Regions from separate parts of the Mus musculus genome. Here all the other regions are linked to region 1. A link is a contact called in public HiChIP or PLAC-seq and promoter capture Hi-C data. All regions are on one chromosome and are shown on one strand. The core of a region is the stretch at or near the end of the contact, and the rest is flanking DNA. Distances in the headings are between cores, read along the strand shown. Region 1 holds the start of 1700003E16Rik (RIKEN cDNA 1700003E16 gene). Region 2 holds the start of Stambp (STAM binding protein). Region 3 holds the start of Hk2 (hexokinase 2). Region 4 holds the start of Actg2 (actin, gamma 2, smooth muscle, enteric). Region 5 holds the start of Dguok (deoxyguanosine kinase). Region 6 overlaps Dguok (deoxyguanosine kinase). Region 7 has its middle 5.9 kb from the start of 2310069B03Rik.

Evidence for each region. HiChIP or PLAC-seq counts read pairs in DNA pulled down with a chosen protein or histone mark. Capture Hi-C pulls out chosen DNA fragments and counts their contacts.
Region 2: a promoter capture Hi-C map of liver shows a contact between it and region 1. The contact joins the promoter of Stambp here to the promoter of 1700003E16Rik in region 1. A contact is called at or near these places in 5 of 39 promoter capture datasets (the C10 cell line, cranial neural crest, maxillary cranial neural crest and 2 more), 4 of 484 Hi-C or Micro-C datasets (cortical neurons, memory CD8 T cells and regulatory T cells), 8 of 115 datasets of contacts at active chromatin or transcription factors (the 230-238 cell line, T-cell acute lymphoblastic leukemia, bone marrow-derived macrophages and 4 more) and 2 of 9 other capture datasets (adipose tissue and liver).
Region 3: a contact with region 1 is called in a promoter capture Hi-C map of adipose tissue. The contact joins the promoter of Hk2 here to the promoter of 1700003E16Rik in region 1. A contact is called at or near these places in 1 of 484 Hi-C or Micro-C datasets (B cells), 4 of 115 datasets of contacts at active chromatin or transcription factors (bone marrow-derived macrophages, effector CD8 T cells, large pre-B cells and 1 more) and 2 of 9 other capture datasets (adipose tissue and liver).
Region 4: an H3K4me3 HiChIP or PLAC-seq map of bone marrow-derived macrophages shows a contact between it and region 1, with 4 times the contacts expected there. The contact joins the promoter of Actg2 here to the promoter of 1700003E16Rik in region 1. A contact is called at or near these places in 3 of 39 promoter capture datasets (fetal liver, frontonasal cranial neural crest and hippocampal neurons), 4 of 115 datasets of contacts at active chromatin or transcription factors (bone marrow-derived macrophages, embryonic hindbrain, fetal liver and 1 more) and 3 of 9 other capture datasets (adipose tissue, liver and pancreatic islet).
Region 5: a contact with region 1 is called in a promoter capture Hi-C map of pancreatic islet. The contact joins the promoter of Dguok here to the promoter of 1700003E16Rik in region 1. A contact is called at or near these places in 4 of 39 promoter capture datasets (hippocampal neurons, liver, maxillary cranial neural crest and 1 more), 31 of 484 Hi-C or Micro-C datasets (the Ba/F3 cell line, the C2C12 cell line, CD4 T cells and 22 more), 14 of 115 datasets of contacts at active chromatin or transcription factors (the NIH/3T3 cell line, the SCID.adh cell line, Th17 cells and 10 more) and 4 of 9 other capture datasets (adipose tissue, embryonic stem cells, liver and 1 more).
Region 6: a contact with region 1 is called in a FOXA1 HiChIP or PLAC-seq map of pancreatic cancer cells. The contact joins the enhancer-like site here to the promoter of 1700003E16Rik in region 1. A contact is called at or near these places in 1 of 39 promoter capture datasets (the C10 cell line), 1 of 115 datasets of contacts at active chromatin or transcription factors (pancreatic cancer cells) and 1 of 9 other capture datasets (adipose tissue).
Region 7: a FOXA1 HiChIP or PLAC-seq map of pancreatic cancer cells shows a contact between it and region 1. The contact joins the enhancer-like site here to the promoter of 1700003E16Rik in region 1. A contact is called at or near these places in 8 of 39 promoter capture datasets (the 3T3-L1 cell line, hematopoietic stem and progenitor cells, hippocampal neurons and 5 more), 4 of 115 datasets of contacts at active chromatin or transcription factors (the SCID.adh cell line, bone marrow-derived macrophages, embryonic stem cells and 1 more) and 1 of 9 other capture datasets (liver).

Annotation. Positions count from the first base shown.
Region 1 is chr6:83,154,675-83,158,005 of GRCm38.p6, forward strand. 1700003E16Rik (RIKEN cDNA 1700003E16 gene) reads left to right here and starts at 1,730. Exons shown (of 4, transcript NM_027948.1): 1 at 1,730-1,916. The coding sequence starts at 1,899. Wdr54 (WD repeat domain 54) reads right to left here and starts at 1,705. Exons shown (of 11, transcript NM_001362119.1): 1 at 1,641-1,705; 2 at 1,501-1,571; 3 at 975-1,197; 4 at 804-866; 5 at 396-462; 6 at 248-301. The coding sequence starts at 1,196.
Region 2 is chr6:83,570,986-83,574,316 of GRCm38.p6, forward strand. It overlaps Stambp (STAM binding protein), which reads right to left and starts at 1,519. Exons shown (of 10, transcript NM_024239.2): 1 at 1,426-1,519. All of the region lies in intron 1 of Gm21284 (predicted gene, 21284), which reads left to right.
Region 3 is chr6:82,772,844-82,776,174 of GRCm38.p6, forward strand. It overlaps Hk2 (hexokinase 2), which reads right to left and starts at 1,611. Exons shown (of 18, transcript NM_013820.3): 1 at 1,075-1,611. The coding sequence starts at 1,137.
Region 4 is chr6:83,534,437-83,537,767 of GRCm38.p6, forward strand. Actg2 (actin, gamma 2, smooth muscle, enteric) reads right to left here and starts at 1,815. Exons shown (of 9, transcript NM_009610.2): 1 at 1,744-1,815. It overlaps Gm38844 (a long non-coding RNA gene), which reads left to right. Exons shown (of 3, transcript XR_869202.3): 2 at 2,537-2,651.
Region 5 is chr6:83,505,467-83,508,797 of GRCm38.p6, forward strand. Dguok (deoxyguanosine kinase) reads right to left here and starts at 1,503. Exons shown (of 7, transcript NM_013764.2): 1 at 1,282-1,503. The coding sequence starts at 1,423.
Region 6 is chr6:83,481,120-83,484,450 of GRCm38.p6, forward strand. It overlaps Dguok (deoxyguanosine kinase), which reads right to left. Exons shown (of 7, transcript NM_013764.2): 5 at 228-343. Among named protein-coding and RNA genes, the nearest start is that of Dguok, 24 kb to the right of the region's middle. Within about 2 kb of position 1,497, at least 105 of the 459 cell types and tissues checked have an H3K27ac peak or open chromatin away from gene starts, as enhancers often do. A contact at or near this core is called in adipose tissue and pancreatic cancer cells, where this site is marked.
Region 7 is chr6:82,874,294-82,877,624 of GRCm38.p6, forward strand. No RefSeq gene overlaps it. Among named protein-coding and RNA genes, the nearest start is that of 2310069B03Rik, 5.9 kb to the right of the region's middle. Within about 2 kb of position 1,463, at least 28 of the 459 cell types and tissues checked have an H3K27ac peak or open chromatin away from gene starts, as enhancers often do. A contact at or near this core is called in the SCID.adh cell line and pancreatic cancer cells, where this site is marked.

The DNA of each region.
Region 1 (3,331 bases), core at 480-2,979:
GTCTCCAGTCACCACAGCCAGCACCCCCTCTATCCCAGAAGTCTTAGTAATAAACTCAGTACTCCCACAGGCCTGACTTTCCATTCACTATCCCTCTCTAAATGTTTTTCAGAGTCTCTGATACCCTTCCTTCCCAGCTTCCCTCTAACTCTTCCTAAGTTCGTCAACCCCTCAGCATCCTCTTGGCTGAGACCCCACAATCATGTACTTCACATACAGGCCCTAGCCCTGTCTCTAGTCTGCTCACCCACACAGATGAAGTGGACGCTGGCAGCAATTCCTCGGGCAAACATAGCCTGTACTGAATACAAAAGCAGCTCTCAGAAACAGCACTTCCCCCAGCCCCAGCGAATTCTCCCAGCCTCCACCCCTGCTCCACATGGTCCTGAAGGTACCTGAAGAAGCATCGCCTGAGTCCAAGGCGTGCCAATAAACCATGACGGAGCCATCAGACTCATACATCTGGAAGATGGGGGCAAGGATGAGAGCAAGATCCAGATGACCCTTGTTGAGTTCTGGGCACTTCACCCAGCCAGGTAAGTCCATTGGAATCCTCAAACTCTGTTCTGGGAGGCAGGCACTATTCTTATCCATAGTTTTCAGAGGAGGACACTGAGGCTACCCGTGCCCAAGGGTCACAGAGTTAATAACAGAAGCAAACTGCTGATGCAGAATTGAAGAGTGAAGAAAATGGAACAAAAGAAGACGAAAAATAGAGGCAGAGTGGGCTGCGCATGTGACATCTAAAAGTGTTATTGGGTGGGGGTGGCGCTGGAGAAAGGGCAGGAGGGTTCTATTCTCACCTGTATCCCTCGATGCGAGGTGAGGACCAGCAGTACTCTGAAGGGGAGGACACACCAGTGAACCTGGAGAGACGCGCATCATAGAAGAGGACATAAGGCGTCAAGAGGATAGGTATTCAAGAACAAGGATCGCACTGATTTAAGCAACACCTCTTTCACTCCTTGCCTTACCTGAGTGATAAGTGGGGGACTCACTCCAGCACCCTCTTTAACGTGGAGCTGGCGCTGGGCCAAGGGCACACCCTCAGGGGCAGCACTGAGAAGCTGGGCGCTCGGTCCATGAACCACCCCAAAATGCGTGAGATCACGGGCTGGCAGCTGCAGTACACTGAGGTTGTTAGACAGGGCGGCGGCAGAGCTACGAAGTGGGATGGAGCGCTCGCGGCGGAACATTCTGAGAGAGAGAGAGAGAGAGAGAGAGAGAGAGAGAGAGAGAGAGAGAGAGAGAGAGAGAGAGAGTCCTAGAGTCACGGCACGACAAATAGGGAGAAGGCCACTGGGGACACTGGGACAGGGGAGAAGGACAATGAGATGCAACCAGGAGACACTGAGAGAGACCCTTGATTGATAGGATCCCCGAGGAAAGTGATGGATAGTAGTCACAAGGAGGAGAGGATCCCACGGAGCTGGAGAGAGCCCCAGGGTTGAGTGTTGCAGCCACCAGGGAATCCCGCAATAAGAATGATGATGTAAATACCTGCTAGTACGGAACGTCTCAGCTAAAATGCAGAATGTGGTCTCCAGCTCTTCTTCCCACAGCTTAGCTACCTGAAGGCCCACGCCAAGGTTAGAGGTCACACCTGCAACCCACCCCCACCACCCTCAAGTGTGCCTTGCCTGACGCCGCGATCCTAAGGTCCCTCCAAATCCGCCGCCACCATAGAGACGACGCACCGACGCACGGCCTCTGGGCGTGGCCTGTGGCTGGAACTTGCGGCGCGCAGCTACGCGGTTACCAAGCAACCGTGGACCACGCCAGGGACCCTCAGCGGGGCCTGGTTGCCGAGGAGACCGTTGGGTCGCGGCCACTGCAGCTACAACGATGGAGGGTCCTGAAGGCAGCTGAAACACCGCCTTGGAGTGACTGTCACGAAAATGAGTCACGAAGGCTCGGTGAGTTTCAGCTAGACTTAGGGAGTGCGCAAGAACTGGGGTTGGCCGGTATCGAGGCAGTGGACTAGCTCTAGGTTCGAGATGGGCATGCCTGTACCTCGGTCCCTGAGGGAAAGGGTCAACGGCTGGACCAGGCCAAGGGCAAGCGAATTCGGAAACAGCTGAACCACTAGTGCAAATAGTAATTCCTTTCTGACCAGGAACCCGTGTTGGTGGGTAAACCAGAGGCACTAGGAAGAGGGTCTGATGGATGAATCACTATCTTGACAATTTCAGGACTACGAAATGGATCAAACAACTGTGAGGGTGACCTTAAAACTTACTTTATTATCATTATTACTTTTTTTTTTTTTAAATCGAGACAGTCTGATTATATAGACCATATTGGCCTCCAACTCAACTCTGCCTCCAGAGTGCTGTGATTAAAGGAATCACATGCGCAACCATGGCTTGCCTTTTATTTTGAGACAAGGTCTCAATGTGTAGCCCTGGCTGGTCTAGAACTCACAATATAGACCGGGTTGCCTTTGAACTCATAGCTTCTTCCCATACCAACACTCTCCCATCTCACTGGTCAAAAACCAATTACCTTTAAGTCAAAAAAAAATTTTATGTATATGGGTGTTTTGTCTGCATGTGTGTTTGTGTACTGTGTTCATGTCTGATGCCTGCAGAGGCCAGGAGAGAGGATCAGATCTCCTGGAACTGGAGTTACAGTTTGGAGCCATCACATGGGTGCTAAGAATCAAACCCAGGCCCTCTGCAAGAGCGGTCAATGTGGGGTCAACTCTCTTACTCCCAAAGTCAAGGCATTTTAAAAAATAAAACAGATTGGTAGGACCTCGAGAAAATGAAAGAGTAAAAAATATCTCTGTTCTCTTGTGTTAAGTGCACGCCACATCTCTGTCCTAGCTGTGGGGGGAGGCCTAAGGGATCGGTTCTTTGGTTTTGCGTTGGCTTTGGGCTTAAGGAAGCAAAGCTTTAGATGGAGAACTAGGCAGCCGCTTGGTTTCTGGGAATTCAAGGCCAGGAACTGAGAATGTAGAGAACAGAAGACACCGGATTGCCTGAGAGAATGAATATTGGAGAATATAAAATAGGAAACAATTAGGTAGATAGATAAAAACTTATATTTGGAGGTAGATTTTGGAAGGAACCATCTTCCTTCATGGTCTCACTTCATGGCCCAGTCTGGCCTTGAACACATGACAGCTGCTTCAGGCTTCTGAGTGCTGGGTTTATTGCTGTGAGCCACCACACCTAGTTCTGGCCCTCTTTACAATTTTTTTTATTATTATTATTACTTATCTACATCTCTTTTGTGAAGTATTATGTCCCTAGGTTACTTTTGGGCTTTTCTTAGTTACTTATCTCTTGCTGTCACAAAACACCATGAGCAAAGAAACTTATAAAAG
Region 2 (3,331 bases), core at 269-2,768, 420 kb after region 1:
CAAAAGAAAACCAAGCTTGTCCTGCAATTTGATGGTACAAGGAACACAGTCATTAACAGGGCACTGTGGGTTGGTCTTACTGCTACCAAGAGTTACTCTCCATCAGTAGGAGGCCCATCCAGAGAACTGCGTCTTTTTCTTTTTCTTGTTTCTTTATGCGGATGACCACTTCCGTTTACCCAATCCCTGGCAGAGTGTGTTCAGTGAATCCTCATGAACACGGCCTGGATAATTCATGTCGACCATTTCATTCCACCAGAGATGAAATGGTATTTACCGGGATACGCTTCCTCAGTTTTGAACACAAGGTTAATGCGGGGCTCCTTTCTAGGGTGAATATTCCTGACGCTGCTCACTAAACCACCCTTCACTTCAGCCCATCCCATTCACCACTTTCAGGGCCAGGTAGTTCATGCTTGGAAGCATCAATCCGTGCTTGTCCCCACAAGCCAAGCAGGGTGTAAACGGCAAAGTGACAGCACCTAGGTTGGGGTGGAACACTCTAGGAGTTCCTACTCATTGGTACCCAAACTGTAGGAATTTACATTCTTTCTAGATGTTGCTTCTGGGCTCCCTGGCACCATCGTTGCACATAATCCTGAGTGGAACGGGGTTGTCGGTGTGCACTGGATAACAGCACACCCTAGCCAGCCTGTTCTAGAATACACTCATCTTGGGTCTGAGCAGTCTTGTTTTTCCCATCTTATTCCTCGGTCAGGATTCCCATCTGCCCGGGGAGACGCAGATTACAGTGTTGTGCATTCAGCTATATCTCAGTTCTACTCACCTGTCCTCAGAGGTTGTTTTCTCTAGGCCAGTTCTGCTTTAGCTTGCCCTAACTTTGCGGTGGCATTTTGTCCACGAAGTTTCCCCACTAAACTCCCTTTTCTAGCAAAAGCCGAGGGCTGCTAGGAGTGTGGGGACATTGCGAGTGTAAAACACATCCTCTTGAGAGTGTAAATCTGCCCACGTCCCTAACCGCCGAACTGGGCACAGCCCAGAAGAGCTCATTGGAATGGGATGCTGGCCATCTGGGCACCTCTCGAGAGAGGCACTTGTGGGTAAAGAAAGGACCATCCTCCAGAAGCCATCGAGTGGCTCGGGACAACATGGGGTTCAGCAACCCTGCAGAGCGTGTGTATCGGGAGAGGGATCCAGCAGTAACTGCTGGCAGCGCCCATCTAGAAGGCACTCAGTCAGGTTTCTCCAAAAATGCAAGGCACTCAGTCAGGTTTCTCGAAAATGCAAGGAGTGTTGAGACCAGGCCTGGCTGGTCTGAAGCCAGCCCTGAAGACAGGGCCATCCCAGAGCTCGCGCGCGGCCGGCCTGGGCCAGGGACACGGACCCCACACTCACGGCCTCTCCCCGCGGGGTCCCACCGCGCCAGGATCCCCAGTCCCGCTGCATTCCCGGGACCCTTCCCACCTTTCGTGAAGGATGACAGTCAGAGCTTCCGGAAACGTCACCTCCGATGACACGCCCACTCTCGCCACTCCTTCAATTACGCTCCACGGATTTAGGACCTGGTGTGGAGAACTGGTGGGTGGGGCTGGAATCTTCCACCAATGAGAGGGAGCGCTGCAGCGCTCCTTTTGGTAAAGAAAACGAACCAGGAAGGAAAGGGAACCTAGTGAAAGAGGGGACTGCAGCAGAAACCAGTATGCTTTTCCCCCCATTAATTTATCTTTTTATTCACTTCACATCCCTACCGTTGCACTCCCCGCTCTCCCCGCCCCCCCCCCCCGCGACGCACAATCCCTCCCTTCCTCCCTCTGGATATCCCACTCCCCCTGACTGTTGCACATCAAGTCTTTGCAACGCTAGGCTCATCCTCTCCCCTCTCCCGCTGAGGCCGGAGAAGGCAGCCCAGTTATGCGAACGGGACCCACAGACAGGGAACAGCTTTAGAGACAGCCCCCACTCCAGTTGTTGGGGGACCCACATGAAGACCAAGCTGCACATTTGCTACATATGTGTGGGGGGCCTAAATCCAGCCTGCTTATGCTCTTTAGTTGGTGGTTCAGTCTCTGAGAGCCTCCAAGGGTCCCATTCTGAAGCAGGAGTTTCCTGCCAATGGCTCCTCCATCGGAATAATAGCGAATTAATATTTCAAGGGGGATCGCTATCTAGCTTGTCATTCACAGCAGAGCTGACATCGCCGGTTCAAACAAAGCATCATGGACTACCTATCTACATAGCCACCCTCTGCCAGTCGGTCCTGTTTTTGTTTTTTAAACTTACATTAATTTTTATCGTGTGTGTGTGTGTGTGTGTGTGTGTGTGTGTGTGTGTTTGCACGGTGTACTGGCTAGTTTTGTGTCAACTTGACACAGCTGGAGTTATCACAGAGAAAGGAGCTTCAGTTGAGGAAATGCCTCCATGAGATGCAATTGTAAGGCATTTTCTCAATTAGTGATCAAGGGGGAAAGGCCCCTTGTGGGTGGGACCATCTCAGGGCTGGTAGTCTTGGTTCTATAAGAAAGCAGGCTGAGCAAGCCAGGTGAGGCAAGCCAGTAAAGAACATCCCTCCATGGCCTCTGCATCAGCTCCTGCTCCCTGACCTGCTTGAGTTCCAGTCCTGACTTCCTTTGGTCATGAACAGCAGGATGGAAGTGTAAGCCGAATAAACCCTTTCCTCCCCAACTTGCTTCTTGGTCATGATGTTTGTGCAGGAATAGAAACCCTGACTAAGACACACGGTGAGGATGTGTGCAAGTGAGCATGGAACGGTAATTGTCAGAGGGACACCTTGTGGGACAGTTTCTTTATTACCCTATGGTTAAGTTCTGGGAACTGAACTAAGGTTAGCAGCCCTGGCAGCAGGCGCCTCTTACCCTCTGACCCTTCTCCCTAGCCCGTGTTGGTTCTGCTTTAACTCTCTTCATAGCCCTCCCTCCTGTAGGATTCTCCTAAAATACGATTTCTCAAAAGAAGGGAGATTTTCTGGCTTACATCTCTCTCCCCAGCGCCTACCATGACTTTGTGGTCCCACACTCAACACACATTCTTGGATGTGCAGGTGTTATTGAGATAAAGGGTGTCTGACTCATGGTCCCCAAGGTGACAGGGGATGGACTAATCAACTGTAAACGTGGAGGTGACAGGCTGATCGTTTTGTTCTCGGAACCAAATCTTCTCTACGAGGCAAGCAGAGCCAGGAGCAGAAGGCACTGAGATGGCGTGCACTCATGAAGTTAGTAGGTGTCTATCATACCGCAGGGACAGCTTGAGGGACAGCAAGGAGGAAAGGCTGCAGGTGTGAGATGCAGCAGGAGAAAACCGGCCAGGCTGGGCTGTGAGCTCCCTGCACCACAGCACCGCACAAGCCTAT
Region 3 (3,331 bases), core at 361-2,860, 380 kb before region 1:
GGCCCCTGCCCCATACTAGACCATTCCCTCTCCTAAATCCTGGACTAGGGTAGGAACCAATCCCGTAATCCTGGGTATTTTAGAAACTCAATTCTCCTGGGAGTTAGAGCGCTCCGGGCCTGGCTCCGGTCCACCCCCACCTCTCTAGCCCGAAGAGGAGAGTGAGGCTCCAAGCAGGGCCGGAGGCGCTTTCTTATGTAAATGGCGCGCCGAGAGAACTGGAGTTTGCCGGGAAGGCAGAGTGAGGTGGGCTCAGGAAGGTCAGAGCGACTAAAGGTTCATTTTCAGAAACCAAGAAAACAAAACAAAAACAAAAAAGAAAAAAAAGAACTCTGGGGATCGTGGGGTGGGAAGATGAGTCCATTCCGTGTAACTTTTAGTTCCAAATCAGAACATACTATCCAAAATCCGCCCTCAACTCGGCGGCCAGACACGGGGACGAGGCGGGGCGGTCCCCAGGAAGGTCTGCTGTGAGGGGGCGCCCCTTTCGAGCCTCAGTTCCGGGCAGTTCAGTTCCGGGGAGGGGGCGCGGCAGGCTAGTCTTTCTGCGCCCTTTCCCGCTCCTTCCTGGGTGGCTCTCTCCCCCACCCCACCCCCGATCCACCCCCAAGGAGCGCCACGAGGAACCGAAGGCCTCTTCAACACATCCTTAAATTCAAGAGGGCCGGGCCCCAGCTGCTACACGCTTCCACCCCGCCTCCTCCCCTAAGCAGGATTCTTCCCCACGTGCTCCTGCCGGAACTCGGGGCTGCAGAAGGGGGCTCCTCCCACGTGGGCGCAGCAGTCTCAGACTACGTGCAGGGCGGCCGTCCCATCAAGAAATTAGGGGCTCTAAGGGTGGGGAGGGTGCGCGCAGGTCCCGGGTAGGTGGGACTATCGATGGTGAGCGGTCGGGCCACGAGGGTGCCTAGCAGACGTGGCTTCTCGCGCGCAGGACTTTCCCAGCTACCCAGACTGGTTCCACGTCTCCAGCCCCGAAGGAGGAGGAAGCAGGTCCTCTGCGTGCTCCAGATTCCGGGAGAGCACGCAACTTGGTCCGAAGCGAGCCAGAAGCTCCCGCCCGTGCCGACTTACCTTCTGCACTTGGTTTTGGTTGAGCTCCGTGAATAAGCAGGCGATCATATGCGAGGCGATCATCTTGTTGCGGCGAGTCGGGGCCAAATAGAGAAACCGAGGCTCGAGCGCTACCGATGGAGCAGGCAGCGCTGTCCGACCGCTTTGAAACCAGGCCCGGGTGTCCGGCTGGGATCGAAGACTCCAGGAGCCACACAAAGAAGCTTAACCACGATGGCTCACCAGCTGAGGGCCTCAAGTTTCCAGAAACAGGGTTTTTTTTTTTCTTTTTTTCAATTTTTTTAATCACAACTACTAGAAGGTACCCTAAGTCTCACTCCTGCCGACCGGTCTAGCTGCTTAGCGTCCCGTCGCTAACTTCACTCACTGGGTCACTAAGGCTCAACTTCGGAAAAAAATGACAGTTCTGTTCCAATCCGGCGATCGCACCTATCAGAGTCACTGGCGTGATGCTCCTGCCCTCGGATCTCCAAAGCAGAACAACTCCGGGTAGCCTGTGGTGTCCTGAGACTCCAGCACTGGAGTTGGTGCAACAATGTGGCTTATTGAGGGGCTGCCGGCTCTTTGGGCCGCCCCGGACAGTGACGTGGATGTGCTCATTGGCTGCGGGAAGAGGGTGTGTGCGCTCTTCGGCTGTCCGCCCGCGGTCCACAGCCAATCAGCGCCTAGAGCCCGCGGGCGCGGCTGCTCCAGCACCCAAGCAGGCGGCGGGAGAGACGCGCCCGAGGCTAGGGGCGGAGCTGGGCGCCAGAGTTGGGACGTGTGTTCCGTGGCTAGAGCTCGGGACTCCAGGGCGCATGAGCCACCGCCGCGTCAGGCTCAGCTTCGGGTGGGGGGCGCGTGATCGCGGACCCAAGAGATGTTGGGCGACTGGAAAGACAAGTGATCGTAGCAGCACACGCCATAATCTGGTATCTGGGGATCATGTGAGGGGCTGCCACTGCCCTGTGACAAGTCTGAAGCACCGTGATTCTCATCTTAATTGTAGCTCAACGAGTCAGCGGATCCCTGAAGCTAAGCCATTACAAAAGTCAGCCCTTCTTAATATCACACCAATATAGCATATGGATTTTACTAACCCCGTTTTACAGATTGGGGAACTAGGCACTGTGCTGTTAGTGAGTTTTGCCCAAGGTCACACCCCTAACAAATGGTAGATGAAGACAGGAACACATCTTACTCTGAAATGCAATTCCCCCACCCCCGGTATATTATCCAGCCTTTCTTGAAGCCAGCAAAGGCTGGAGAGAAACTTTGTTTGTAGCTGGGACTGATAGATGGGAGGAGAAAGGGCACCTGTAACAGCTTGATCCTAGGCTCAAGTGGTGTGAAATGGTTTATAGATGCTGAGAAGAGCCCGCCTCGACCTCAGCTCATGCCTGACACCAGACTCTAAGTTGACATTTATGAGTAGACGCCATCAATATTGAAATAGCACCTCAGATGACATGAAGTTGGTGCTGGTGGAGAATGGAAAGCCAGGAGTTTGAAAGTTACATGGAAGGAAGATAAAGCCTACCATTTCCAAATAATCTCACTCCCCAAGCCCTCTCTCCACCTCCGGAGTGGCATGTGCCACTACTGGGGATCTAACATGGGACTTTGTGCGTGCTAGAAAAGCACCCTGCCCACTGAGGTACACCCCAGCCCTAAAAAGGCTCTGCTCCACTTTCTATGATGTGGTTCATCTATTTCCTCTCTGGGTGATCCCTCTTAGCGCCATCGTCAGCAGTTACACCATCCGCACACAGGTAACTCACAAACCTAATCTACAAGCGAGGACTTTCCCCAGGGATTCTGGCTTTCTTAACCAGCTGTCATTTGTCATCCCTGTGGAGGTGACTAGTGTCTCACACTTAACATGTACTAGGCTGAACTTCCCAGGGTCACCCCCCCCCCTTTTACCAATTGTCTCCACAAATGACGTCACCATCCATGGTTTTCTCCCTGCTCTTACATCTATTCACACCATCAGTGAACAGTTAGTCTAACTTAGCAAATCAAAGAGGCCAGACCCTCATAGCCAGGCCACCGATGACTCCACCAGAGCCTGTGTAATTTCACTTAGCTGCTGTTTTTAGGTACCTCTAGCTTGACCACTGTGATCCCTCGTTCACTCAGGAGCTAAAGAGACTTGTTTAAAATACAAACCAGTGCTTCATGTAGTGGCACACACTCGTAGTTCCAGTGATTCAGAGGTGGAGGCAGAAGAGTCAGGAATTCAAAGCCAACTTGGATAGCTTGATAGATACGCTAG
Region 4 (3,331 bases), core at 565-3,064, 380 kb after region 1:
ATTGGAAATATTTCTTATTGATTCATTGGTGGACTGGCTGGCTTTCTGTTTTTGTTTTTGTTTGTGTTTTGTGGAAGAGTTTCCCGTAGCCCAGGTAGACCTTGCACTCACTACTTAGCAGGGATTATCATACATCTTGATCCTGCTTCCTCCCCCTCACTCCCCCCTTCCCCAGTGCTGGAATTACAGGATTGTGTAATCACACGGAAGGTGGTTACACCTACTCTTCTGCTTCTCATCCAGCCTCCCACACAGGGTCTCAGTTCAGCTCTTGGTTAGACCCTTCTTCTGACCTCCAGAATTATTGAGACAGCTGTATGTGGTGTATGCAGCCTATGGTATCTAGGCCATTCTGCCAGGATGGCTGACAACATCAGCTCCTGTCTGGAGCTATACTCAGAGGTTGTGCCACTCACACCAGAACCCAGAGCTAGCACCTCGTGCTCTCGAACCTCCTAACTCATCACAGCCCTTGTTGATTCTCCCTTTGAGACTCCCAACACAGTGGTAGCATATCTGCCCTGTGTCAGTCCTCTCAGCCTCCAGAGCAGTCCCTCCTCAGGATAAACTCTTGCCGTTATCATTAACCCTTTCCGTGCTACCCCACTGCTCAGTCCTTTAGCTTAGCATCTAACAACCAAAGGACTGACCTACCTAGCCCTCTAAAATTCCTAGGACTTGAAATCTAAATGGTTGGGTTGGGTGCTATACTATACACATTCACTCCTCACTAGGGAGATATCCTGGGTACCTATGCTATTGGGAGAGCCAATGGAAGTCACTTGGTAACACTGAGCACTAGGCTGCTTGTCTCCAAGACCAGCCTGACCCTAGCCTACCCCACTTGGATACAGCTCACAAAAGTGTGTGTGTGTGTGTGTGTGTGTGTGTGTGTGTTGCAGGGATGGTGGTCTTGACTTCACAGCTGTTGTGAGTTGCTTCACAGCTGGTGTGAGTTGCTTCGTTTTGTTTGAGACAGAGTCTCACACTGAGACCCAGGTTGTCTTAGAACTCACTAAGTAACCCAAGCTGGCCTTGAACTTTGGGCAATTCACCTGCTCTAGGCTTCCAAGTACTCAGAACACAAGCACGAGCCACCGTGATTTGCAAGTGTGCCTCTTTTAGAAAAGTTGCTGAATTGTCCTGGGCCTCAGTGACCTCATCAGAGGAGAACAAGTTAGCTGCCTTATAGCTCGAAAACATCACGAAGCCACTGGACATTTATTCTCTCACATCTGACTTTCCTCATCTCACAACAACCTTACAGCTTTCTGATAACTTGAAAGTTCTCCATTCACCTCAGCTAAGCTCAAATTTGGAGGAGAGAAAGACCAACCAAAGCCAAGTGAAGGATGTTCCTTCTTCTTCCTGATATAGGTAGCTCATGGATACCAGGGCCACTTTTGGCTATGGCCTAAACACCCAAGAGGAAGCTGCTTTTCTGCAGTTTCCCCCTAAAACAGGCTTCCTGACATGCTGGCCTCTGGTAAGGAGATCAGGACAGTTGTAGACTAGAGGAGCCATACCTTGGGGGTTCCCAGACTTCCTGTCCCCAGGCTGCCCTCTGGTCAGAAATGCCTTTCCCAGCAGACAGCAGTGTTCCAGGTATCAATGACACCAAGGGCCTTGACGTGTGACCTGGGCTAGTGTCATAGAAACCAAGCGAATTTGGAGTTCTATAGGCACACAGGAGGCCTGGCTTCCCCCAGAAGGAAGAGGCCACAGGAGCAAGTCAGTACTCACCAAGGGTGTGAGAAGTCCTTCTCCGAGAGACTGAGGGCCGTGGTGTCTTTGGCAGAAATACCAGAGCAATATAAAACCCCCAAGGCGGATCTTCTTTAAACAGAGTCCCTAAAAAGGCCAGCTGACGGTGTGGTAGCAATATTACCATATAAGGTGTTTTTTTTTTAATAAACCAGCCTTTCGGGGCGTGGATGGAGGGTGGGTAGAGTGAATTATCATTTGAAAAATGTATGCAGAAGGATTCAGTGGTAACAGACTCTGGACCATGGATTTGTTCCTTTTAGGCCATACTTGCATAAACAAAAATTACACCAGGCCTTATAAGCTGTCCAGAGTGAGGCCTGACAGGGCTGTGCTCTGGGAGAGAGAGCCATACCAAGAATGGCAGTGGCCTCCTCTGTCCCGCCTCCTTCCTCAGGCCCTCCGCCTGCTGCCTCAGGGTCTGCCTGAGACATTCATGCCCACAGAATCAGTGCCATTGTGCTTTGCTTTGTCTGGGGCAAACGCAGAACAGCAGAGGCTGAGGGGAAATCCCATCTGCATTTGGCAAAAAAACCCCGTGTGCCCCAACTGTCTTGATGCTCTGGGGTCCCCAGTCACCTTCAGCTTCCTCTAGATCATCACACTCTCCAGGTCTCCTCCCTGGAGTCGCTCTGCCCGTCCCCCAGGGTTGGGAAAAGCAGAAGTGCTGCCTCAAGAACGAGTACACTAGGCAGGGCTCACGAGCAGGAGCGAGTTTCCAGAGTCTTGGGTTTCTGACTTTTCTTGTGTAATTCTTTCTCTCCCTGGGCAGCTGTTCCATGTCCCACAGTGTCTAACACTAGCTCTGTGGCAGATAGTCTCAACTTCACACTTCGTACCTGATCCAGACCAAAGTGATCAATTGCAGATTGGAGAGCTGCATTCAGGTGAGTGTGGGTCCTTCAAGCTCAGCGGTCCAAAAACCTGCCTTCCTATCCTTCAGACTGCCACATCCCGATTCCCTCCCTCAGAGTCTTTCCTCTCCCTCTGTCCTTCAAGAAAGCCAGTCAGTCTAGGAGTCTCTCTCTCTCTCTCTCTCTCTCTCTCTCTCTCTCTCTCTCTCTCTCTCTCTCTCTCTCTCTCCCCAGGCACCTGGTCACTGTTCCATGAATTCTAGGCCAACCTACACATAACAGTTTTAAGATAAGAAGCAGTTACAAAGGTAGAGACAATTTATAAAAATGTCAGAAGGGTGCAAGGTAAGGATTGGAGAGAAGAAAGGGAAGGAGGAAATGATGTAATTATATTTTAATTAAAGAAATATGAGCTCACACATGAGCACACAAATAAGTGTCAAAGTAAAACAAGGCCTTGCTTTGTAGCCCCAGCTGGTCTTCTGAGTACTGGGATTACAGGCAGGCATGGGTATCCGCACACCCTACATCTTATTTAGAGGTTTTTCTTTAATAACGTTTTCAGTAATGGAGAGAACAAGGGAGGAGAAAAACAAGGATACAGGTTTAAACAACAGGATTAAATCCTACTTACGGAGCACAGGGGCAGATGTGAAATGATCACTATTCTCCCCCCAGCTGTAGACAACAGGCTCTGGAAAATGACCCTCAAC
Region 5 (3,331 bases), core at 253-2,752, 350 kb after region 1:
TTCACCAGTGAGGTACTTGGCAATTACTATATTTGGAAGACAGACAACCACCCTCAACCTCTCATCTTACTCATCAATAGCTCATCCACTGTTTATTTACCCCGCTTAATTAATTTCTGTAGCTTTATTATGTATCACTTCCTATTAAAGTGCAGAATTTTTATTTGATCTGGTCATGGCTGTATCCGTAGGGTCAAGGAACAGTGCCAGCACAGAGAAGACACTCAAAGGGCGATTTGCTGAATGAATAAAACGAGAAACTATTTGCTGCTAGAATGTCTTGAGCAGCCCACACCTGATAGCATTATCAGCATCTGTGCAGAGCTAAGTACCCTCAGAATTCAGCAACAGTGAGTTGAGCCATTTTCCTTCCATGTTGCTTTTTTGTTTTTTAAGATACTGGGTTACTTATAACAAAATATATAATAAGTATCTATTTCTAAATTTAAGAAGCATGATCCTTCCTAACCAGGCAGGCAACTTTCTGTGAGTTTGAGCCCAGCTTGGTCTAAATAGCAAGATCCAAGCCAGCTAGGGCTACACAGTGACTGTTTCAAAACAATAGAACACTGTCATAATAATTTGTAGTGCAATTAACATGGGGGTACAGCAAAATAGTGAAAATGGAATCTGTTAAGAATTGATCTAAGCCAGGCGGTGGTGCCACATCCCCTTAATCCCAGCACAAGGGAGGCAAGGGGCAGGCGGATCTCTTCTGAGTTCTAGGCCAGCCTGGTCTACAGAGCGGGTTCCAGGACAGTCAACGCTACACAGAGAAACCTTGTCTCAGGGGAAAAAAAAAAAAAAAAAAAGTCTAAATAAACAATGGCTCATTTTTTAAGTGTATGCCCCAAATACTGCATGTGACACACCAAAATTATCTTAAACTATGTAAACTGGACATTTATTTTTATTTTTGCTAAATCTGGTGATGCTATTTTAGGAAAAGAACCGGCACACTGTCGCATCTATTTCTAGCGAATGAAACATGCCAGTAAACCAGTATAATTCTGGGGCTATCTAAAGCCTGCGTCAGGCTATTACGTCCCCGTGGGTGAGTAGGTGGGCGGGTACTGGGGCCCAATGTCTCCCAAAATCAAAACCCGCGGTGCACTGTGGGAGAAAGGCCTGACATGCAGAACCGGCCGGCAGGTTGGGCGGTGGCAGCAGAAGGGGTCAGGTGGGCAGGGTGGGACAGATCTGAGGCCAACTTCTTTTCCCAGCCTCTCAGCCACCTACTCGGCGGAGGCCAAGGCTCGACAGCCACTTTCTGGCCCTTACCGATGTTGCCTTCAATGCAGAGCCTTCGGGGGCCGCCCCCGTCGTGCATGGCCCTGGCGTGTGGCGCGTCCACGAGCGCGTTCCGCAGCGGGGAACGGAAAGACGCTCGGAGACGACGCAGAAGGAACCGACCTGCAGCCATCCTACCCAAGCCGAGCAAGGCGGGCACTTCCGCCGAGAGCACTTCCGCCTGCGATCAAGCGACGCCAGCGCACCTTTGACGTCAGAGGGCCGTCAGGCAGGAAGTGGCTGGTTTTAGCTCTCTAGGCGGGTGAGGCCGCAGGAGCTGCTCTGTTCTCGCGACATTTGCAGGGACGATGTGGGAGTGTCTCGGTGTTGTGGTGTAGGAGGGTGTGCTGAAGTAGAGTTCAGGCGTCCGTAGCCCTCTCATCGTTTTAATTAATATGTGTATATTGCATATTAGTATGGTGTACAGGGTGAGTCGCAGGACAGTCAGGGCTACACAAAGAAACCCTGTCTTGAAAAACAGAACAACAAAAATCTTGTTATACTTATTTATTTTGATATTTTGAGACAAGGTCTCATGTAGTGCAGTTGGTCCTCCTGCCTCCCCGTCCCAAGTGGTGAGCCTACAATGTGTGTTCCAGCATGCTCATTACGTATCATTTTACTTACTCATTAATGGCGCACTTGTAGAGGTCAGGACGACTTATAAGAGTCTGCTCAAACTCAGGCTATCAGTCTTGGCAGCTAGTGTTTTTACCTGCTGAGCCGTCTCACTGGCCCTAAGATAAATGCCTTCTTCCTCCATACTTTGGGACTTTATTGCCTACAGGAAGAGACTGGACTGTTTTAAGCAGGAAGGGAACAATCCAATAACTTACACAAGTAATGTTTCGCATCCTGTGTAACTGTCAGCACAATGTTGGACCATTTATTTTATCACACCCCATTTTATTTTGACCTTTAAATAGGTAAATGTTCACTTGGAGGAATCTCATCAGGATAACGAGTTGGATTAAGCATGGTATTGGCTCTGTAAGAATGAATCCTGGAGAGGAGACATGTACAGGACTATATGCAGTGAGTGAGGGGAGAGGAGGCATGGAAGAGACTTTCTGAAACATAAAATCTACAGTCCTGCAGTTGTTGGAAAGATGTGACCTGTGGAGCCTAGCACACACAAAGCTGTGGGCTGGATCTGGAGCAGAGAACTCCAGTATGGTGGCACACGCCTGTAATCCTAGAACTTGAGAGGTGGAGGTAGGAGGCTCAGAAGTTCAGTCATCCTTGGCTACACAGTGCATTGGAGGCCATCTTGGGATGTACGAGACTAGCTCAAAAAGGAGGAGGGGGCTTGCAAGTTGACTAAAGGCACTTGCTGCTAAGCCTGTTCACCACAGGGTCACAATCCTCAGGTCCCACGTGGTGAAATGAGAGAACCACCACCTGAAAGGTGTCCTCTGACCACTGCACTTAGCCTTGGCTACAACAACTATAATCTAGGTAGGATTCTCGTGGAGATCGGAGCCGCTAAATTCTATCCATTGCCACTGCCACACACCAGTAACCATCACTGTGCAGAAATACCGATTACATTTCTTTGCTTGTATAAAATCAGAGCTGGGAAATACTTAACTGCCCCTGTCCCCCAAAGAATGAGAGTCTCTCTGTCCTCGGGGTCATTGTAATTGAGAGGCTGAGTCAGGAGTAGTGTTGCCAATTCAAGCCCTGCAGGTCAGCCTGGGACACAGTGTGAAGCCTTGCCTTAAAGAAGTTTATGGTTATTGAGATGAATTAAGCTGGAGAGACTGCTCAGCGGTTAACAGCACGACTGCTCGCTCTCCCATAGGGCCGGAGTTCAATTGTCAGCAACCATATGTTGGCTTACAACCATCTGTAATGGGATCTGATGCCCTTTTCTAGTGTGTCTGAAGAAAGCTATTGTGTGTGTGTGTGTGTGTGTGTGTGTGTGTGTGTGTGTGTGTGTGTATACACACACACACACACACACACACACACACATGACTCAGCATGGGACTAGAGAGATGGCTTAGCCGGCTGTCCTTCTGCCTCAGCCTTCTCAGTA
Region 6 (3,331 bases), core at 247-2,746, 330 kb after region 1:
CACTAAAAATGTCAATCAAAATGGACATTTTTCTAAACAACTTCAGTCTTCCATCCTGAGCCAATTATGACAAGCATTCACCACAAGGCACAATCGAGAGAAAAGAAAGGAAGGAAGGAAAGGAGGGAGAGATGCTGGGCACGTCCCGCATCCTTGCAGTTCCGCTGGGAGCTACGGCTGTGCTCAGCACGGTGGTGGAGGCTCTGGTCTGTCTGTTACACACTTACTTGGTAGTCTTGTTAATAAACCAGTCTTCGTGCTGACTATGTAGCTGTTGAAGATAGGCCAGCTCAATGCCCTTTTCTTCTTCTCTATCCCTCTGGTAGAGTCTCTCCATACAAACCTAAAAGACAATCCCCCGACTCTTACATTTCAGTCTTACAGGGCCAAGCAACCCACAAAATGTCTGGATGTCCTCTTTGGTACCATGGCCCATGACTGCACCTGCTGCTTCTTGCCTTGCTCAGGGCACTGGCACCATGTTGTCCACTTCTGCCTCAGACTGCCCTTCCTCGGAGTAGCTTCAGATGGTTAGTAGCAAACTCCATCCACCCAGCCAGCCGCACTGGGAGCCTGAAACTACCCTTCTTTGTCTTCCTCCCGAGCACATCAAGAATCCAGGAGATTCTAATCTCTCTAGCTGGCCCTGTCCTCTCACCTCTGCCTTGGCGTTCATGCTTTTCATCTGGACACTTCAAGAGCCTGCTGCTTTCTTTCTCCTGGAGGTGAAGAAGTGCACGAAGAGAGCATGGGCCTAAGAGTCAGTCATCTGTCATAGTCATGTGTGGGGCAAGCAGTTTTGGTGGGCTGCTTTTTCTCCATCCTCCACCCACCCGCAGGTAACTGAGACTGCTCTGAGGTAAGGCACATCTAGGATTGCCAAAGTCATTCTGCCTTTCCAGTTTGCCCTTCACTCCAGCCTTCTATGGTTCTTGTGCCCCTGCTTAAAATATTTGCTCCACAGGCTGCTTACCAGCTACAGGCATAACCAAAGACTTCAAGAAGTTATGAACTTGCTATCCTCCTGCCTCAGCTGTCCAGGTGGTGGGATTATATGCATGTGTCACTGTGCCTGGCTTGTGAGAGCCACTCTACTTATAAAGTGGTAAGCAATTTGAAACATCTCTAGATCAAGCACTCACTCTGGAGTAGATGAAACATCTGCATAAGTCAAATGAAATGAATCAAATGAAACCTGAGTCTTGACATGAAGGCCCCTCTCCCTGCCCCTTTGCAGAGCTTCACTCTGCCTCCACCTGCAGGTCTGAGGGTCTCTGCCCCTGAGAACTGTGATTCCTTGCCACAGCACATAAGGCCACAGTACTTGTCCTCAACTTCCTTAGTCCCTCCCTTGCTCATGGCTTTGGCCAGATTTGGCCTCCTTCCTGTGGGACAAGCCAAGCCCCTTCACACTTCAAAACCTCTGCTCCAAATGTTTGTTTTGCCTGAATTGCCCTTGTTCCTCTTTCTGCCTGGTCAAATACTTCATTAGTCAATGTCAACTGTCCTCAGAGTGTGGGCAGATTAACCCGCTGACTTAGGACTCCACCCTCCCCCATGTCCCATCTTTCCCTTAAGGAAATGAAACTATGCAAACAAATTCTCTTTAGCACCTTCCCTCCCCAACCCGCCTGCCTGCCTGCCGAGTTTTATTGTCTTTGACTTTATTTTGGGGGTAGTTCTAGGTGTGCTCCAGGCTGACCTGGAGCTCTGTGACCCGTGTTTCCTGTACCCTCCTGCCTCTGGCTACTCTGTTCTCCTCACTCACAGCACCACACGTGACTGAGCTTTCAGCAGTTTATGCACACATGCGTTCCTGACACCATCTCCTGAGAACGGAGAGACACTATCCCACGGCACACTCTGTTCTTAGGCTTGCTCTTCTCACTTAACAGTGCTTCACCGTTCTCAGCACGGTTCACACCTAGAAATCTAGCACAGGGTAGCTGAAACCTGAATGCTTCTAGTGAGTTCCAGGCCAGCTGGGCTATGAGTTTTAAGACCTTGCCACAAAAAGGCAGCAACAAAGAAAGCCAACCAGTACAGTGCTGTAGAGTAAGTATTCTGTTTTACAGTACAGTACACTCAGCCAGGTCCCCTAATAAGCACTCGGTCATCTCCAGTGCTTGGCTATTACAAACAGTGATGCACGTAACAGGGCAGTCTGTCTGTGTGCCAGCGTATCTACGGACTCAACTCTAAGCACCAGGATTAACAGGGCAAAAGGAATGAGCTCTTCCTACAACTGCCCAGCTGCCTCCTCAGAGGTCACCCATGCTACATTCCCACTAGCAAGCAGCTTCAGCTAAGGTACTTAATTTTTCCTCTGAGAGAAAAATATCTTCTGGATTAGAATAAATGAATATTTTAAAAAACATAATACAATCATGTTTTCAAATACATACAAGGACAGAACAATTCTGGTAAAAGCTATTCATAATTATCACCCAGTGACTACAGACAACCATTGATACCAGCCTGGATCTATTAAAATCAGCATTTCCCTTTTTATTATGAATTTGCTAAACTGAGCAAACTTTTCTTCCCTCTACAGTCTAGGCAAAATCCTATTTTGAATATTTGGCATAATTCTAATTTTACTGACATGATTATAATGAATGATTTTAAAATTCATGGGACAGTTTTATCGTGGCTCCACGTCATTCCAGTGCACATGGGAGTACACACTAGACTGTGATGGGAAGCCAGTGTGGGGAGAAGTGCAGGGACCCTACGTCCAAGCTTCCTGACGTGCCACGCTGTGACTGCTGAAGGCTCTGCTCACTGTGCCCTCTAGTCTCAAGCTCAGGTGACACTTGTTCCCACACAGACCCTGCACACTCTGTCCAATTGGCACTGTCCCACACAGGGATGGGTATCCTGAGTCACATGGCCAGCCACGCGCTCTCTTCTTGACTCTAAGGGTTAGGGGAACACAAGCCCAGCCATTTCTCCTCCAATTATTACTATTGTGATTCCCAGCTTCCTTGACTTTAAGGGGAGGACACATAGACAGGGGCCTGGAGCCCGTCTCACAGATCCTAAAGCCAGCATCTGGCAGGAGTCTGTGCTGTGCTGGGTCCTGGCTTGAATATGTGTCCTGTTCATCCTTTGGCCTTCCTGGGTTCCTTTATCTAACACCATCCAAACAGCGCTAAAATCTCAATTCAGTCCTAAAATGTCTCATTACGAGATGAAATACTTTAATTGGTTTCTTCTAAGGGACAATCCAGCTCCCAATGACGTTCATTATTACTACACCACCCTGCCACTTTATACAGGCCTTGAATGGATATTAAGAATGAAGGTAAGGGGGACTTGCTTGCTTTAT
Region 7 (3,331 bases), core at 213-2,712, 280 kb before region 1:
GAGCCTCCTGATATAGGTGCTGGAAACCGTGCTTGGGTCCTCTCTAAGAGCAGTCCTCGCTCGGGCACTGAGCCATCTCTCCAGCCACTGTTGCTTAGCCTCTTAATTAACATTTGTGTGTGTGTGTGTGTGTGTGTGTGTGTGTGCACCATATACATGCATGGTACCACAAAGGCCAGAAGAGGGCATTGGATTCCCTGGAACTGGAATTACACATGGTTGTTAGTGGCCATATGGGTGTTGGAAATCAAACCCTAGTCCTCTGCAAAAGTAGCCAATACACTTAACTGTTGAGCCATCCTGCCATCCTCCAGGCACCAGAGTTTTTTGTACTATTTAGTAGTAGTAGTAGTAGTAGTAGTAGTAGTAGTAGTAGTAGTAGTAGTAGTTTGAGTCAGAGGTTTTCTGTGTATCCCTGGCTGACTTGGAGCTCACTATGTCAACCATGAACGATCAGAGATCCATCTGCCTCTGCCTCCCAAATGCTGGGAGCATAAAGGTGTGACCTACCAAACTTTATGACTCATACTCTTTTGTTCATGTGTGTGGCATATGAGTGTGTGATGCATGTATGTGGGTGTGTGGCTGTGCACAGCTTAACATACATGTTCAGAAGTCAAGGCAAGATAGTAGGCGTTCTCCTCCATGCCTCTCACTAAGGAGTTATTGCCTAGAAACAGAGATCTCTCACTGAACCAGAAGTGGCTCTCAGGGTCATCTGTCTACACACACACACAGACACACACACAGACACACACAGACACACAGACACACACACACACACACACACACACATGCACACAGAGCAGTGGGGTTATAGGCACGAATAGCCATGATTGACTTTTTACATGGGTTCTGGGAATTCAGACTTAGATCCATCATTCCAGAGCAGGCACTCCCACCCATTGAGCCCACAGTCCAGTTCCTGATATGTGAGTTTTAAGCTGAACTTTATTTTTATAAAGGGCACATGTGCTCACAGTTGAAAGGGTGAAGTAAAAGAAAGGTAAGCCACTCTGGCTTTCTGAGGAAGATATCTCAGGCTGGGGTGGATCTTCCAAAGCCAAGCGGGGCTGGATTCCCTACTTTTCTTCTCTTGCTGTCACTGAACACCTGATAAGAAACAACTAAAAGGTGGAGGGTTTGTTCTGGGTCAATTTGAGGTGGTTCAGCCCATTAAGAAGAGGAAAGCATGGTGACAGACAGCTTTATGGTGACAGGTGCTGTCACTGGGATCTGCCCACCCTGGCCCCACCTCCCTGACCCACTTCCCTTAGCTAGGCTCCAGCCCTTTAAGGCTCCATTGCCTTCCACACCAGCCACACCAGCTGGGAAACCAAGTGTTCAAACATGAGCCACTGGGGGCACATTTCAAACAAAGCCTCTTTGTCTAACGTTGTGTACGTCTTCCTGATGGTTTATCCAGAGAGGGCGGGTCTGTAGGAGCAACCTGTAAAAGTAAATGGAGAAATGAAATAAAGCAAAGCCTGCCCATCGTTCAGTGGCTCTGCCTGAACTGTGTGCCTCCTCCTTGGCTAAACAGAGAACTTCCAAGAACTCTCTGTGTGGCAGCTGTTGGCGTGACAACTGGTGTGGCTCGTGGGACAGGAGCCTTTCCCAGAGCTTACTCTTGACACCACATTTTCTGCCCCAACACAGACTCAGGGTCAGATATTCACTTCCAGGGTAGTGCCTTTAACGCCAACACTCAGGCAGAGAGGCAGAGGCAGAGGCAGAGGCAGAGGCAGAGGCAGAGGCAGAGGCAGAGGCAGAGGCAGAGGCAGAGGCAGAGGCAGAGGCAGAGGCAGAGAGGCAGAGGCAGAGAGGCAGAGGCAGAGGCAGAGGCAGAGGCAGAGGCAGAGGCAGAGGCAGAGGCAGAGGCAGAGGCAGAGGCAGAGGCAGAGGCAGAGGCAGAGGCAGAGGCAGAGAGGCAGAGGCAGAGAGGCAGAGGCAGAGAGGCAGAGGCAGAGAGGCAGAGGCAGAGGCAGAGGCAGAGGCAGAGGCAGAGGCAGAGGCAGAGGCAGAGGCAGAGGCAGGCAGATCTTTGTGGGTTCGAGGCCAGTCTGGTTTCCATATAGTGAGTTCCAAGCCTACATATTGAGACCTGACTCAAAAACAACAACAAAAAGCTTCCCAATGTTGTCCTTGCTTATGTCTTTGGCCCCTGGCACCCTTTTATCTTCCTGGGTTTGAAATGCCTGGTCTCATTCCTATTCACTATAGAGTTGCTAAGATTTCTTAGAAAAAGCATCACAACTGAGTTCAGGGATTTATTTTCTTTTCAGTGAATGAGTGTTTTGCCTGTATGTATATATGTGTACCACATTCACGCCTGGTGCTCAAGAAGATCAGAAGACATTGGATCCCCTGGAACCCAAATTACAAGTGGTTGTGAGCTACTGTGTGCGTGTGCTGGAAATCAAACCATGATTCACTCTGCAAGAGCAGCCCGTGCTAGGAACTGCTAAACCTTTGCTCCAGACTATCTTTTTTTATTTATGTTTCAGGAAGTCTGTGAAAAGGTTTCCAACTATCTTCCTTTAAAATTTTTATTTTATTGAGACAAGCTGTAATGTGGTCCAGGCTGGCATTGAAATCAATACATAGCTAAAGATAACATTGGATTCTTAATCTTACTGCCTCTACCTCCCAGTGCTAAGATGACACATGCTTACAACTACCCCCAGCATCCTCAAATACCAACATGTTTTCTAGCCAGAGTACATCTATCAACACTGGAAAAAGTCAATTAAATAATACCATCCACTAAACTACAGAATCTATTAGAATTTTGGGGGCCATAGAGATGGCTCAGCAGTTAAGAGCACTGGCTGCTCAGGTTCAATTCCCAGCACACACATAGCAGTTCACACCCACCTGTAGCTCCTGTCCCAGGGCTTCTGACACCCTCACACAGACATACATGCAGGGAAAATGCCAACGAACAGAAAATAAAAATAAATTATATATTTAAAACAGTCATTTTTCCAATTGCCCCACTATTATTTAGTTTCTAAAGCTATCTTTTGAAAAAGCTTTCTACTAACTTCATGCTAAAGAACTACTTCTAACCTTTAAAGTTCTGAATATACACATCAGAAATGGCAAGAGGGAAAATTTAGAAACTGTACTGGCTGGTTTTGTGTCAACTTGACACAGCTGGAGTTATCACAGAGAAAGGAGCTTCAGGTGAGGAAATGCCTCCATGAGATCCAGCTGTAAGGCATTTTTCTCAATTAGTGATCAAGGGGGAAAGGCCCCTTGTGGGTGGGACCATCTCTGGGCTGGTAGTCTTGGTTCTATAAGAGAGCAGGCTGAGCAAGCCAGAGGA